Linked DNA regions of Mus musculus: region 1 is linked to region 2. Evidence: chromatin contacts called from public promoter capture Hi-C data. All regions are on one chromosome and are shown on one strand. The core of a region is the stretch at or near the end of the contact, and the rest is flanking DNA. Distances in the headings are between cores, read along the strand shown. Region 1 holds the start of 4933406G16Rik (RIKEN cDNA 4933406G16 gene). Region 2 holds the start of Ppp3r1 (protein phosphatase 3, regulatory subunit B, alpha isoform (calcineurin B, type I)).

Evidence for each region. Promoter capture Hi-C pulls out the DNA fragments that hold promoters and counts their contacts.
Region 1: a promoter capture Hi-C map of liver shows a contact between it and region 2, with 6 times the contacts expected there. The contact joins the promoter of 4933406G16Rik here to the promoter of Ppp3r1 in region 2. A contact is called at or near these places in 3 of 39 promoter capture datasets (the 3T3-L1 cell line, hippocampal neurons and liver) and 1 of 115 datasets of contacts at active chromatin or transcription factors (astrocytes).

Annotation. Positions count from the first base shown.
Region 1 is chr11:19,061,263-19,067,870 of GRCm38.p6, forward strand. 4933406G16Rik (RIKEN cDNA 4933406G16 gene) reads left to right here and starts at 4,013. Exons shown (of 5, transcript NR_046037.1): 1 at 4,013-4,832; 2 at 5,647-5,778.
Region 2 is chr11:17,156,621-17,163,330 of GRCm38.p6, forward strand. Ppp3r1 (protein phosphatase 3, regulatory subunit B, alpha isoform (calcineurin B, type I)) reads left to right here and starts at 2,678. Exons shown (of 6, transcript NM_024459.2): 1 at 2,678-2,922. The coding sequence starts at 2,920.

The DNA.
Region 1 (6,608 bases), core at 2,763-5,262, 1.9 Mb after region 2:
GTTCAGGGAACCTGATTATCTGAATGAGGATGTGTTTTTCACATCACTAAAACCTCCAACTTTTCTTCTCATTCTAGTTCTTAACTAACTGTGCAGCTGATTAGGGTTTTCCTATCAATAACATAGGGAAACCACAGATATGTCAACATCAGGAGCTAGCAACTGATCATCCACTTATTATATGTATATCCCATAGATGCCAGAACCTTCAAAAAGCCTATAATTCCTAGAGAGCAGAGAGTCCATTCACAATGGTGCATGTCTCTCTGTCAATGTTCCCTGTGAAGGGTTCTGTAGATTAGCAAGCAGATTTTGAAAGTTTATGGTGAAGAGACCTGGCTTAATCTGAGAGGATAGAGCAATCTGGGAATTCTATAAGAAGCAACATTACAGATGAAAACAGACGAATAAACAACAGCTTAACAAATATAAAGTCACTGGTGTGGGTATGTATGTATAGACATGTATGTATGCATGCATGTATGTGTGTGTGTATATATCTATGAATGTCTGTGCTTGCACGTGTGTGTGTATGCATGTGTGTGTAGGCATCTGTGAATGTGTGTACACAAGTGTACTGGCTAGTTTTGTGTCAACTTGACACAGCTGGAGTTATTACAGAGAAAGGAGCTTCAGTTGAGGAAATGCCTCCATGAGATCCAACTGTAAGGCATTTTCTCAATTAGTGATCAAGGAGGAAAGGCCCCTTGTGGGTGGGACCATCTCTGGGCTGGTAGTCTTGGGTTCTATAAGAAAGCAGGCTGAGCAAGCCAGGGGAAGCAAACCAGTAAGGAACATCCCTCCATGGCCTCTGCATCAGCTCCTGCTTTCTGACCTGCTTAAGTTCCAGTCCTGACTTCCTTGGTGATGAACAGCAGTATGGAAGTGTAAGCCGAATAAACCCTTTCCTCCCCAACTTGCTTCTTGGTCATGATGTTTGTGCAGGAATAGAAACCCTGACTAAGACAACAAGTGTGTGTGCACACATGTGTATGTGTCTATGTGAATGTGCACATGTGTGTGTCAGAGAAAGTGGGTAGGATAGTAGTCTTCAAAGTGGACTTTGTGAGATTATCCAAGGAGGCAGGTATAAGGATAAAGCCATAAATATTTCTAATAAAAATAAAAATTAGCCTGGGCATGATGGTTAATCCAGCATGTGGGAAAGGCAGAGGCAGGTGGATCTCTTTGAGGTTTATTGGTCTGAATAGCAAGTTCCAGGTCAGTCAGGAAAACAAAGTAAGACCTTGTCTCAAAAACAAACAACAGAAAGAAAGAAAGAAAGAAAGAAAGAAAGAAAGAAAGAAAGAAAGAGGAAGAGAGAGAGAAAGGAAGAAAAAGGAAGAAATAAAGAAAGGGAGGAAGGGAGGAAGGGAGGAAGAGAAAGAGAGAAAGAAGGAAAGAGAGGAAGGGAGAAAGAAAAAAGAAAGAGAGAGAGAGAAAGGAAGAGAGAGAGAAAGGGAGAGAGAGAGAAAGGGAGAGAGAGAGAGAAAGGAAGAAAAAAGGAAGAAAGAAAGAAAGAAAGAAAGAGAAAGGAAGAGAGAGAGAAAGGAAGAGAGAGAGAGAGGAAGAAAAAAGGAAGAAAGGAAGAAAGAAAGAAAGGAAGGGAGGAAGGAAGGAAGAGAAAGAGAGAAAGAAAGAGAAAGAGAGAAAGAAGGAAAGAGAGGAAGGGAGAAAGAAAGAAAGAAAGAAAGAAAGAAAGAAAGAAAGAAAGAAAGAAAGAAAGAAAGAGGAGGAAGGAAGGAAGGAAGGAAGGAAGGAAGGAAGGAAGGAAGGAAGGAAGGCAGGCAGGCAGGCAGGCAGGCAGGCAGGCAGGCAGGCAGGCAGTTTCCTTGATGTTTGTGATAGTTTAGATGGGAATGGCACCCAGCTTTGAATGCACGACCTCCAGTGCTGACTGTTTGGGGAGAATTGGAAGGCCTGGATTCTCTGATGGACATATGTTATTAGGGGTGGGCTTTGAGGTTTCAAGAGACTCGGGCCATTTTGAGTTATCTCTCTCTCTGCTCCTCAAGATGTAAGCCCTCAGCTGCTACTTCAGATACCTGCCACCTCTATACCATGACCATAGGACTCATACTCTGAAACCAACCATATGTCCCAAGTAAACTTTCTTCTCTAAATTGCCTTGGTCACAGTGTCTTATCACGGCAATTAAAAGTAACCAATACAGTTCTTAATGTAACACAATGCCAGTAACTACATTCCTCTGACTCCAGGGCTATTCTTTACTTAGGCACACACACACATCCACACATCCACAAATGTATATGCACATGTGTGCATACACATTTGCGCAGACATGTAGATACACACACACATGCGTGCACAGACAAACATTCCCAGATGTATACAATTTCTCTGATTGAGAGAGCATCCCAGGGGAAAACCAGAAACTCTCTGGCTCACCAATGGCACCTTCTCTTACCAACTCAGCTTTCTTGTTTCACTCAGTGAGAAATACAGCTGACGATCAGGGAGAATACTAATTCTCACTAAACTGAGCAGTGGCTTGAAAGGACTCCATCCTTGGAAAAGCTTGAGCTGAAGACAGCACATGGAACTCACTTTTATATTCTTGGAGTTAAGGCAAGAACAGCAGCAGCTTAGTTAAACCTGAGCAAGCCTAAAGTCAACGTGATGAGGAAGATGGCTCAAAGCCTGTGCTTTCCCCACCCTGAACCTTCCCTTCTGGCCCTGAGCCTTTGTCATTTTGCCTTGCAAAGCTGCTCAGATATATGTATCATGATTTTTATTTATGAAAACTGTGGGCTTTTTTTTTTTTTTTGGATTTACCAACTTCTACCCTATAGTTTTAAAACTAGCAAACTAAAAATATTTCTTATGTATTTAAAGACCTCCAGATGAAAAGCTTGTGTGGACTTTGAACTGTTGTGTTAAGAAAAAAATTCTCATGCTAGTGAGAATGTGGAACAAAGGACCACTCATTCGTTGCTGGAGGACTGCAAACTCTACAGCCATGATGGAGATCAGAGCAGAGGTTCATCAGGATATTGATATGCCTGGAGATTTGGTCATACCACTTTTAGGCATGTACTCAAAGGACACTACATACCACAGAGGACTTGCTCAACCGTGTTCACTGCTGCTCTGTTCATAAGAGCCAGCAATTGGAAACAACCTAGATGTCTGTCAGTGAATGACTGGATGAAGAAAGTGTGGCACATTCATAGAGTGAAGCCATTAAAAAAATAAAATTCTGAAATTTGCAGGTAAGCAGATGAAACTAGAAAAATATCATCCTGAATGTGTTACCCAGACCCTGAAAGACAAATACAATATTCTCTTGTATGTGAATTTTGACTGTTATGTCATAGATAAGCATGCTACAATCTATATAACCACAGAAGTTATAACCACGATGGTTAGATTGACAGTAAGGGACTAAGGGAGAGGGATGGATCTCCCTAGGAAAAGGAAATACAATAAACAGTTACAGATGGATAAGGTGGGGAGACTGGAATGAGGGGATTAAAAGGGAGAAGAAGGGAAGAGACGTTAGTGGGGGCTAGCTAAAACTGTGGGCCATTTGAGGGGTTGTATGGAAGCCTAATGTAGTAGAAGCTTCATATAATGTAATATATGTGTGTATATATATATATATACATATATATATATAATAAGTTGATACATATGTGTATGTACATCTACATGTACATGTAGGTGATTATATGAGAATGCAATCTATATGCATATGTATGTATATATATATATGTGTGTATATATATATATATACACACACAAGATGGTATATATATATATATATATATATATATATATATATATGCAATGTAAATGAAATCACCAAATAACAGGGAAGGCAGAGCCCCAAAACACATCTCTTATCACCCAATGAAGCTTCCAATACATGGAATGAGTTACATCTAATTGAATTGTTATCCAAAGGGGTTCCATGCCCCTCCCCCAACAAATAGCTCAGGCTGTTGCCAAGGCTTATTTTTAACCCTCAACAAACTGATATCAGAACCCTATTGCAGAAGTTACCACCTACATTGAACACAGAGAAGTCAAGTGGTTCCCACTTAGAGCCTCTACCCCTGTGGACTAGTGCTCATGGTCCTGGAACATACTCTGCATGTTACCCAGCTCCAAACTCTTCAGTGTACAAGAGTGACTTGGACACCGGTGTGATAGTGACACAAATCTTGTGGCAGTAAATTAGAATCTGATTTAACTTAAGGCATACTCCATGAAATGGAACCGATGCTCAAGGCTGTTTAGGTGACCAAGAACTAGATAACCTAGTTAGACTAGATAGCCCATGGGCACAGAGGAAAACCAAATTCTACTGCGCTGCTGACGGAGTGTAGCTAAAATGACTTCTGCTGTACTCATAGATCTGTGCCTTGCTCAACCATTGTTAGAGAAGCTGCCTCCTGCAGCAGATGGCAACACATAGAGACCTATTGCCAAACAATTTGCAGAGAGTGAAAAACCTTGGAACACTTAGCCCTCAAAGTGATGCCTCTATCAAATCTCTCTCCTCGTGGCTCAAGGAACTCTGTGGAAGAGGAGGCAGAAAGAGTGTGAGAGCTGAGGAAATGGAGGACACCAAGCAATCAAGGCCTTCTGGACACAACAGGGCTGAGGCCCACAGGATCTCACAGTACCAGAGTAGCATGAACAGGACCTGCTTGAGTCTGCAACCAGATGGGGTCTACAGCTGAAAGAGAAAGTTTACAAATGTCCCCATCCCTAACCTAGAAGCTATCTGCAAGCAATAACCACTTATGAATGAAAAGATGGTTTTTTTGGAAGGGAGTCTCACTGGAAACAAACCACTCGGCAGGGTAGGCCCTATGCCTAGCCGGGAATGGCTAGCACAAAACAAACTCAACAGCCACGTTACAGGTTCTCTGTCTCATAATGCTGGCAGGGCCTTTCCTCTCTACCTTATGAGTTCTTTGCATATATATCATGACTTTCAAGTTTGGGTTTTATGGTATTCTTGTATGTGCTAACATGTGTCTCTGGATCTATATGTGTTTGCTATGCTTTTACTTTGTTGTTTGGTTGGTTTTGTTTTCTCGTTTTGTTGTTTTGTTCCATTCCAATTGTTTTCCATTTATTTTATTTTATTATTTTGACTGTTTTTTTTACTGAGAGACAGAAAGGGTGTGGATCCAGATGGGAGGGGGCGGGTGGAGAGGAACTGGGAGGAAGGGGGAGTTAGAATCCACAGTATGGAAAAAAATATTTTCATGAAAAGAAAAATACAGAGTATGATTATCCCCAGCTTTGGATTTGTGTGTTAGCAGAGAAACAGACACTTGCAGAATTTCAGTCAAAGCTCTGCGATGACCACAGAGTGTGACCAGGAAGATCATAAACCTGATGCTATAGGAAGCATGTCTCCTGCTCATATGTCTGCATCATGGCAGAGCAGATTTTTTTATACCTGCCAGACGATTTACTTTCAACATTAAACCAAGATTTTGAATGTTAATAAGATAGTAACAAAACAATATGTATTATTTTCAATAGGGGTTGAAAGGCTTTTTTTTTTTTTTTTTTGCATGTGTAATAAATGTCATTTAGATTGCTTGCAACACTTTTTTAAAATAGTGATGTTTACTCTGTTTTACAATCTGTGATTTCTTACAGACACAGATCTACTGATGCCATGTGTCCATTTGAAGCTGTCAGAAGATGATGCCACAATCTTAAGAGCCTCTGGATGGGATGTGCCACTGGGGCTTAGAGGGTTTCAGAAGAGAGATTTGATCTGTCCATAAGGCATGGAACAGCTTAATCGATAAGTCAATGATCTGGTCATGCTGGGGGTACCGTTTATAACTAAATATAGATTCCAGATTTGTCATTCACTCCACCCAGGGCAATGAATGAACTGCCTGATGATAGTTGGTGATCATAATTTACTAATATTTGTCATCTCTGCTCTCAGGCAAGGTTCACACTCCACCAGGCAAATGGACCATTGATCAAACATTGGTTTGTTCAGGTGACAACTATATTATTGGCTCTGTTTATCTCACTGGCACTTAGGAAATCCAGACCTAAATGGATCCAGACGCACCCCTCCCCCCATCGCCAAGCACACACATACAGAAGCCAAGAAGCAAAGTAAAGCAACAATGAACAGTGTGGAGATGCGATGCCAGTATGTACTTGCATGTTTGACCTTCTTCCCACTCAATTCTGGCTCCTCCTTTTTATGTAGAGCTCCTCTTCTAAAGCACGAAAGTCACACTTTTCCAAGTGTGGGTGCTGAGTCAGCAGTACACATGGCCCAGCATCACCTCCTTGTTTGTTTTTTGCAATGTGCTGTCTTGGGCTGACAGACCAAAGTTTTCTTTTAACTAAAGGAATTTCTAGGGGTTTTAGCCTCAGTCATTTGCGGGGTGGCTAGACTAAGTCATTTCCTGTGTCAAATGGTTGATTCCTGGCTCTGCTCTCCTTGGCCCTTCCATTGCTTGGATTGATGACTGATCCTGAAATTTCATAGCTTTTCTTTTGAAGACTAGTGCTTTATTATTGACAAGAGTGCATCCAAATGACCCTGCAGCCTTCAGCTTTCAAGCAGAATCTCTTCCCGACATAGATTG
Region 2 (6,710 bases), core at 1,428-3,927:
AGTCCTGGGCCATCAATTGCAACTGAGGCTGCACCTTCACCAATGGCCTTCCATGGCCTCTCACAGTGCTGAGCCTCAGCTGCTCTGCATGACCTCTTCATGCCTTCAAAACCACTACCACCTGGGTAATTCTTACATATTACTAAGTCCAGCCACAGCACAAGGTACAACCATGGCTATCTCTGGAACACAGCCTCTGTGCTCTCAGAAAACACTTCCCAGAAGATGTCACCTCAATGGCCCTGATAAGAGTCTTTAATCTTCCCTCCAAAATTTCACAAGCCAGGCCTCCATCTTCTGCATTGTTCTCAACATTATCTTCCAAGCTCCTACACAACATTCGACAGAGCTCATAACACCGAACAGATCTTCTGGCCCAAAATTCCAAAGTCCTTCCACAGTCCTCCCCCAAAACATGGTCAGGTTGTCACAGGAATACCCCACTCCTGGTACCAATTTGTCTTAGTCAGTTTCTATTCCTTCACAAATATCATGACCAAGAAGCAAGTTGGGGAGAAAAGGGTTTATTCAGCTTACACTTCCATACTGCTGTTCATCACCAAGGAAGTCAGGACTGGAACTCAAGCAGGTCAGGAAGCAGGAGCTGATGCAGAGGCCATGGAGGGATGTTCTTTACTGGTTTGCCACCCTTGGCTTGCTCAGCCTGCTCTCTTATAGAACTCAAGACTACCAGGCCAGAGATGGTCCTACCCACAAGGGGCCCTTCCCCCTTGATCACTAATTGAGAAAATGCCCCACAGCTAGATCTCATGGAAGCACTTCCCCAACTGAAACTCCTTTCTCTGTGATAACTCCAGCTTGTGTTAAGTTGACACAGAAAACCAGCCAGTACAATCATTAACATACTGTGCCAGAAATAGAGACAAACACATTTGTGTCTTTCCACAAGGTCTTCATTTATTGAAAAAAATTCATCAGACTTTGTGGTTTCAATGGCAGTTATCTGCCAAATATTGCTGAGGCAAACACTCAGGCTTATCTTGTAATCATATCATCTACTCTCAGATCATGCAATAAATATATCTGTATAAACATCAATTACAGAACAGCTGCAAAAAGCAAGAGGACACAACAGAGTTCACAAGGTTTTATTGGTATGATAGACATGTAGGTTTTTTTGTTTGTTTGTTGAGACAGGGTTTCTCTGTGTAACAGAGTCCTTGCTGTCCTGGACTCACTTTGAATACCAGGCTGGCCTTGAACTCACAGAGATCTGCCTGCTTCTCTCTTACAAGTACTGGGATTAAAGGCATGCAACCCCACTGCCTGGCCATCAGAAATGTAGTTTGTTTTGATACTAAATAAACACCTTGGCTTTAGGAAAGATGCTGGAGCAGGCTGTTGGGAGTGTCAATGGTTTAAATGGGAAGCTATAGAGTTGAGTTCAGCTGTAGAGGCCTAAGAGCCAAATGTAGGTCCAGATGAAGGGATGGATGGATGGTACAGCTGGAGGAATAGAAAGATGGACAGTTGACCAAACCTTGTCAACAGTGAGGACTTAACTGAGTTCAAGCCTCAGGGGCAGTCAAGTGTTCTTTGCCTATCAGGATGGTCGGATGATAGATTGGTAGGGGTTGTTGCCATCACAGTGCTAGATGTCTATCTCTTTATGGAGTCCAGGTGAGGACGTTGCACCCTTTTCTTGGTATGATGTGCCTACCACGTTCTTGTGCCTGGTTTCCCAAACAATTGTAACAAACCTATGCGCTGTTACAGTTTACCCTGATAAATTCATAGGGTGCCACCCTTTCAACGCCAAGCTATAAGGCATTTTCAGTCTGTGAGTGGAACTGGATACATGGTAAGTAGCATTCGTGTCCCCTCCGGTGCAGGCATCCCCCATCCTCAAAGTGGAGTCAAAGCTCGTCTCTCAAAAGCTAAAAAATAATCTACACTTACAGAAGATGAAACAGGTAGAGCAGGACATACCCTGACCTTTATTTTCTATCTATTCAAAACCTGACTAAAATAAATAACATAAATACGTTATCTTTATCACATCTCTCCTACCAACTTATCTTTTCCTCTTAAATATAACTTCTTTCCATGGACTTTATTACCTACTGTAGTTTCACTTCTATAGTAAGGCAACTGCCACCATTACGGACATACCCTTACTACATGGACAACAGGGCAGTCTGTCTCGTAGTATTTCTCTTAAAGGCTTCTTTCTGCACCAGCTGCAGGGCAACCTAGAGGTAGTGTCTGTTGGAGTGGGAAGCAATCCCCCACTCTTGTCAGTGGCTCCCAGGACCTAAGCTGCAGCTAGCTTTGCTTCTCCTATTTTTCCAACTGCGCGCTTGACTCCACAGTGTAGACTTGCCCGTGCCTCGCCATAGTGACATGGTGTCACCCCCCAAGAGCGACACAGCCCTGTGGCAGGTCCTGTCATTCTCCCCATTTTCTCCTCCCAGGAGTCTTCCTCCTGCCGGCCTTCCTTCGGTCACATGACAGGAAGCGCGGCTCTCCCAACGTCAAGACGTCTGCCCCCCCATCTCCATGTCCCCCGGCGCACGGTACGCAAAAAGCGCTGGCGGAGCGCTAGCGGGGCTCTGCGAGCAATCCGGTTGGAGAGCGTGTGCACGGCAGGGCGCGGGTTCCCGGATGTCAGCCTCCCGCAGGCTCCGCCCCGCCCCGCCCCGCGCTCGCTCCGCCCTCTGCGCGCCCTGTTCCGTGCCTTGAGGTTGCGGTCAGCGCGAGCCGCTGCAACGAGTCGGGGCCGCCTGTGAGCGTGAGGCTGCAACCCTCTCCTCCCGCCGACGCATCTCCAACCGGGACTCCGCCCGCCTCGCTCCGGGCCCAGGCCCCGTTGCACCCCGCCCGGCGCCGGACAGCAAAGCCGCCGTCGCCGCGTCCCGAGGATCCTACAGCCGCCGCCAGCGCCGCCCGCCGAGCAAGATGGTGAGACCTCGGTTCCCCGGTCGCGCGAGGGAGGGCCCGGGGCGTCCTCTCGGATAGAAAATTCCAGAGGCCTGGAGGGTGCAGGTGCTGGGTTTCAAGTCCTCGGCTACTTGCGCGGCCCCCGGCTCTGCGCGCTCCCGGGCCGCTGCAAGGCCCTTGCAAGCCCCCCAGCCCCTGCGCGCCTCCTCCGGGCCTCCGCGCGCCCCCCGGCCCCCTGCAAACGCCGGACGTCTCCGCGCTCCCCGAGATTCGCCGCCCCCGCCCTCCGCACGACCCTGGGCCTCCGGGCGCCCACAGAGCCGCCGCCCCCGGGCTCCTAAGCCCGTGGGCCTCCGCGCAACCCCGGCCCCGTCGCCTGTCTGGCTCGTTCGGCCTTTTCTGAACCCCGGTCCCGGGGGGCTGCGCCCTCGCTACCCTCCTCCACGTGAAACCCACTTTCCGCCCCCAGATGGGTTTCCAGGTTGGGTTTTCTGAAATCCGGTGGAAATGATAGTGTGCGGCAAATGGCGCTTTATGTAAGACCCACTTCTCCAGAGTTGTGCTTCCTCCCACTCACTCCGCATTTTCCAGCAGCGAGCCTTGGCAGGGATCCTTCCACTTTCTTGCCTTCTTCGCTCGTTTTCGCATTTATCTCTCTGCTGTTTGCAACCGTAGGGGATTTTTTTTTTTCCCGAGGCCGCTTTTCTCTGCGTTGGTGAACATGAAAGGGCCAGCGTGTATATTAGCTAAGACACCGGGCCTAGAGAAATGCTCATATTGGTTTGTTAATATTTTCTTAGTATTTTTATTTCTGTTTTTCCGGTGCTTGTGGTAGTTGTTTTTGAACGATGGCGATTTAAATTTTCCCTTCCTTACTTTCCTATTAATCCGTAGGTGGAATTCACCATGTAGTATTTCTGGCTGACGCTAGGGGTGTGCCTCCTGCCTGTCACCATAGCCAAGAAATCTATGACGCCTTTAGCTTGTTACCTTACTGGTTCTGTAGCTTCACTGGGCCTCCGTTTCGTCTTTGCAATCAAGAATTGTGTTCACAGACAAACATAGCTGCACTGCGAGTTATATGTCATTTAGTTAAACAGGATACGGGATTGTGACACTTACTGTAAACATCTTTTCAGTACATATCAAAGAATTTCAGGCGGATTTGTGATACTTAGACTCTTTAATTGTACAATACCCCCTCGCATGTAAGATTTAAGTGCTTCAAATGTGCATTGTTTACTGCAGTTGAAAACCGATTAGGTGGTGGTGGTCAGAGAAACTGAGGTTAAATATTCGAGTAAGTCAGCTTTTATTTGAAATATCGGGTTTACTGGCATCGTTAAGACCCACTAGAGGGGCAGCTTTATTAAAGTGGTTCATGATTTTGGAATGTAGAGGATTTTTTTTTTCCTTTATTTAGGAAGCTGTTCAGATGATTTGGCTCCTTGAAGGTTATAAAACTTAGCCTTTTCTACACCATTGAAGAGCATTTAAAAAGATCGTGTCTGTTCACAATAGAGTTGTAATACTTTGAAGTTAGGAATGGCACTTAATATTTTTTTGTTTGTTTTGAGGCTGTTTTTCTCTGGAGCTCATTGGCTGGCCTGCTTCAGTTTCAGCTCTTGCGATGTATACCATCCCCTTATATCAGAGTAACTGATGAAGAGGCCAAGTTCAAAATAGACCTCTCTTCCATCCTCAAGCTTATACTTCAGATGGGTACCTCAGGGCAGTTAAGAAGTTTATTCTTGTATCATCTACAAACCTGCCAAACTGGGATATTTTGTAGCAACACAGTAACCGAAGCTACGAAATGTAACGGAATTTGGGAGCTGACAGCTTTGGGCCTTAATGGAACTTTGTACGTGTTTATTTGAAGATCGGGGTCTATTGCAGTGATTTTTTTTTTTTGAAAAAAAATTAATTTTAACTATGTATATATGGGGGAAGGGTGTGTGGACAAGAGTGCAGGTGCTTTAGGAGACCAGAAGAGAGCTTAGATTCCCTGGATTCTGAGTTACATGTAGTTTTGGATTTCACATAGGTGCCAGGAACCAAACCTAGTTTCTGTAAGTGTGGTGTGCGCTCGCTTGCGCTCGCTCTCTCTTGCTCTCTCTAGCTCTCGCTCTTGCGCTCTCTCTCTCTCTCTCTCTCTCTCTCTCTCTCTCTCCTTATTCTAATTTGTACTGATGGTACTAAAAATTAGGCATCTGTGTTGCATGTTCTTTCCCAAGGCTGTTCCCTCAGACCATTGACTTTTTTTGTTGTTGTTTATTGAGACATGGTTTCTCTGTGTAGCACTGACTGTCCTGGGCCAGGTTGGCTTTGAACTTACATACATCTGCTTGCCCTTGCCTTATGAGTGCTGGGACTAAAGGGGCATGCACCACCACCATTGGACAGCCCACTGACCCTTAAATTCCTTATCTTTTTGTGACTATTTCCTAGTCAGTCCCAATATTTTAAGATTCATTTTATAATATCTGATGGGTCATTATTATTTTCTTGGGTTTTGTGTGTGTGTGTGTGTGTTTGGTTTTGTTTTTTTCTCTGGCTTCCTTTAAAACTTTCCCAGTTCACATTTGCCATTCTCCGTCTTTCCAATTCTGCCCTGACATAGGGACAGTCTTGGTGTGATCCATACCATATTGGTTTGGAAGTATCAAGACCATGTGAATAACTTGGTTTAGCCATATGGAACATTGATTAACTGAAAATATGTTGGGCTTCATGGTGATCTGGGTAATTTTCCAAGCTAAGCCTGCATTTCTGGAAAAATTCATTACCTTAAGAATAGCTAATTCTTAGTAGATACCACAGAATTGTTAGATTTTCATAATGGATTTTGTAGTTTTAATTTATTTTCTGATTAATTTAAATGGTATTAAATCTCTTATGGAGTTGTCTGTATTCATGCACACTTGGATGTATGTGTCTGCTTGTGCATGTGTCTGCATGTGCATATGTCTGCATGTATGCTCATTCACAGCCTTGTAGAGGTCAGAGGTGGGTGTTGGGTGCCTTCCTCAGGCGCTCAACACCTTGTTTTGTTTTTGAGGCAGGCTCCCTCACTGAACCTGTTTGATCTATGCCGTCCAGTGAACTCTAGGACCCTCCTGCCTCTGCATCCCAGCACTGACACTACAGGTGTGCTCTGCTCCATCTGGCTTTTTACATGAATTTGGGGGAGATCAGAACTTGGGCCCCAATGTTTGTGTGCCAAGCAGTTTATCAGCTGAGACTGCCCTGTAAAGGCTGATTCTGACAAGTGTTTTATTTGCTGCTTTAAAAACAGTTAATTTGAGTCTGGTATAGTGGCGGACATCTCTAACCCCAGTACTTGGGAGACAGAGGCAGGTGGATCTTAAGTAGTTCAAGGCCAGCCTGGTCTACCTAGCATGCTCCAGTTGGGCTATAGTTAACTCCATTTGCTTCATGAGTCAGTTTATCCTGCCTTCACTCTATTTTAAAACAGTTGAGCATTAAGAATTATGATTAGGTATATTATAAGATCTGTGAGTGCAGAACACCTAGGAATTTTTCCGCAGTCAGGTTGTTTGTATCTTAGTTGCATTAGATAGTATGGATTTGGGCTGTTGAGACATCCTGGCAGGTAAAGGTGCCTTTCTCCCCAAGTTTGATGACCTGAGTTTGATCTCACGTTCACATGGTGTGAGAGAATGGATATCTGAAATTCGTCTTTGGACTGCCATGAGACCTTCACTCCACCACACACACAAATAAACAAAAATCGGTACCGTGGATTTTCTTGTGTGTATCTATATGAACATTTCCGTAAGTCTTAA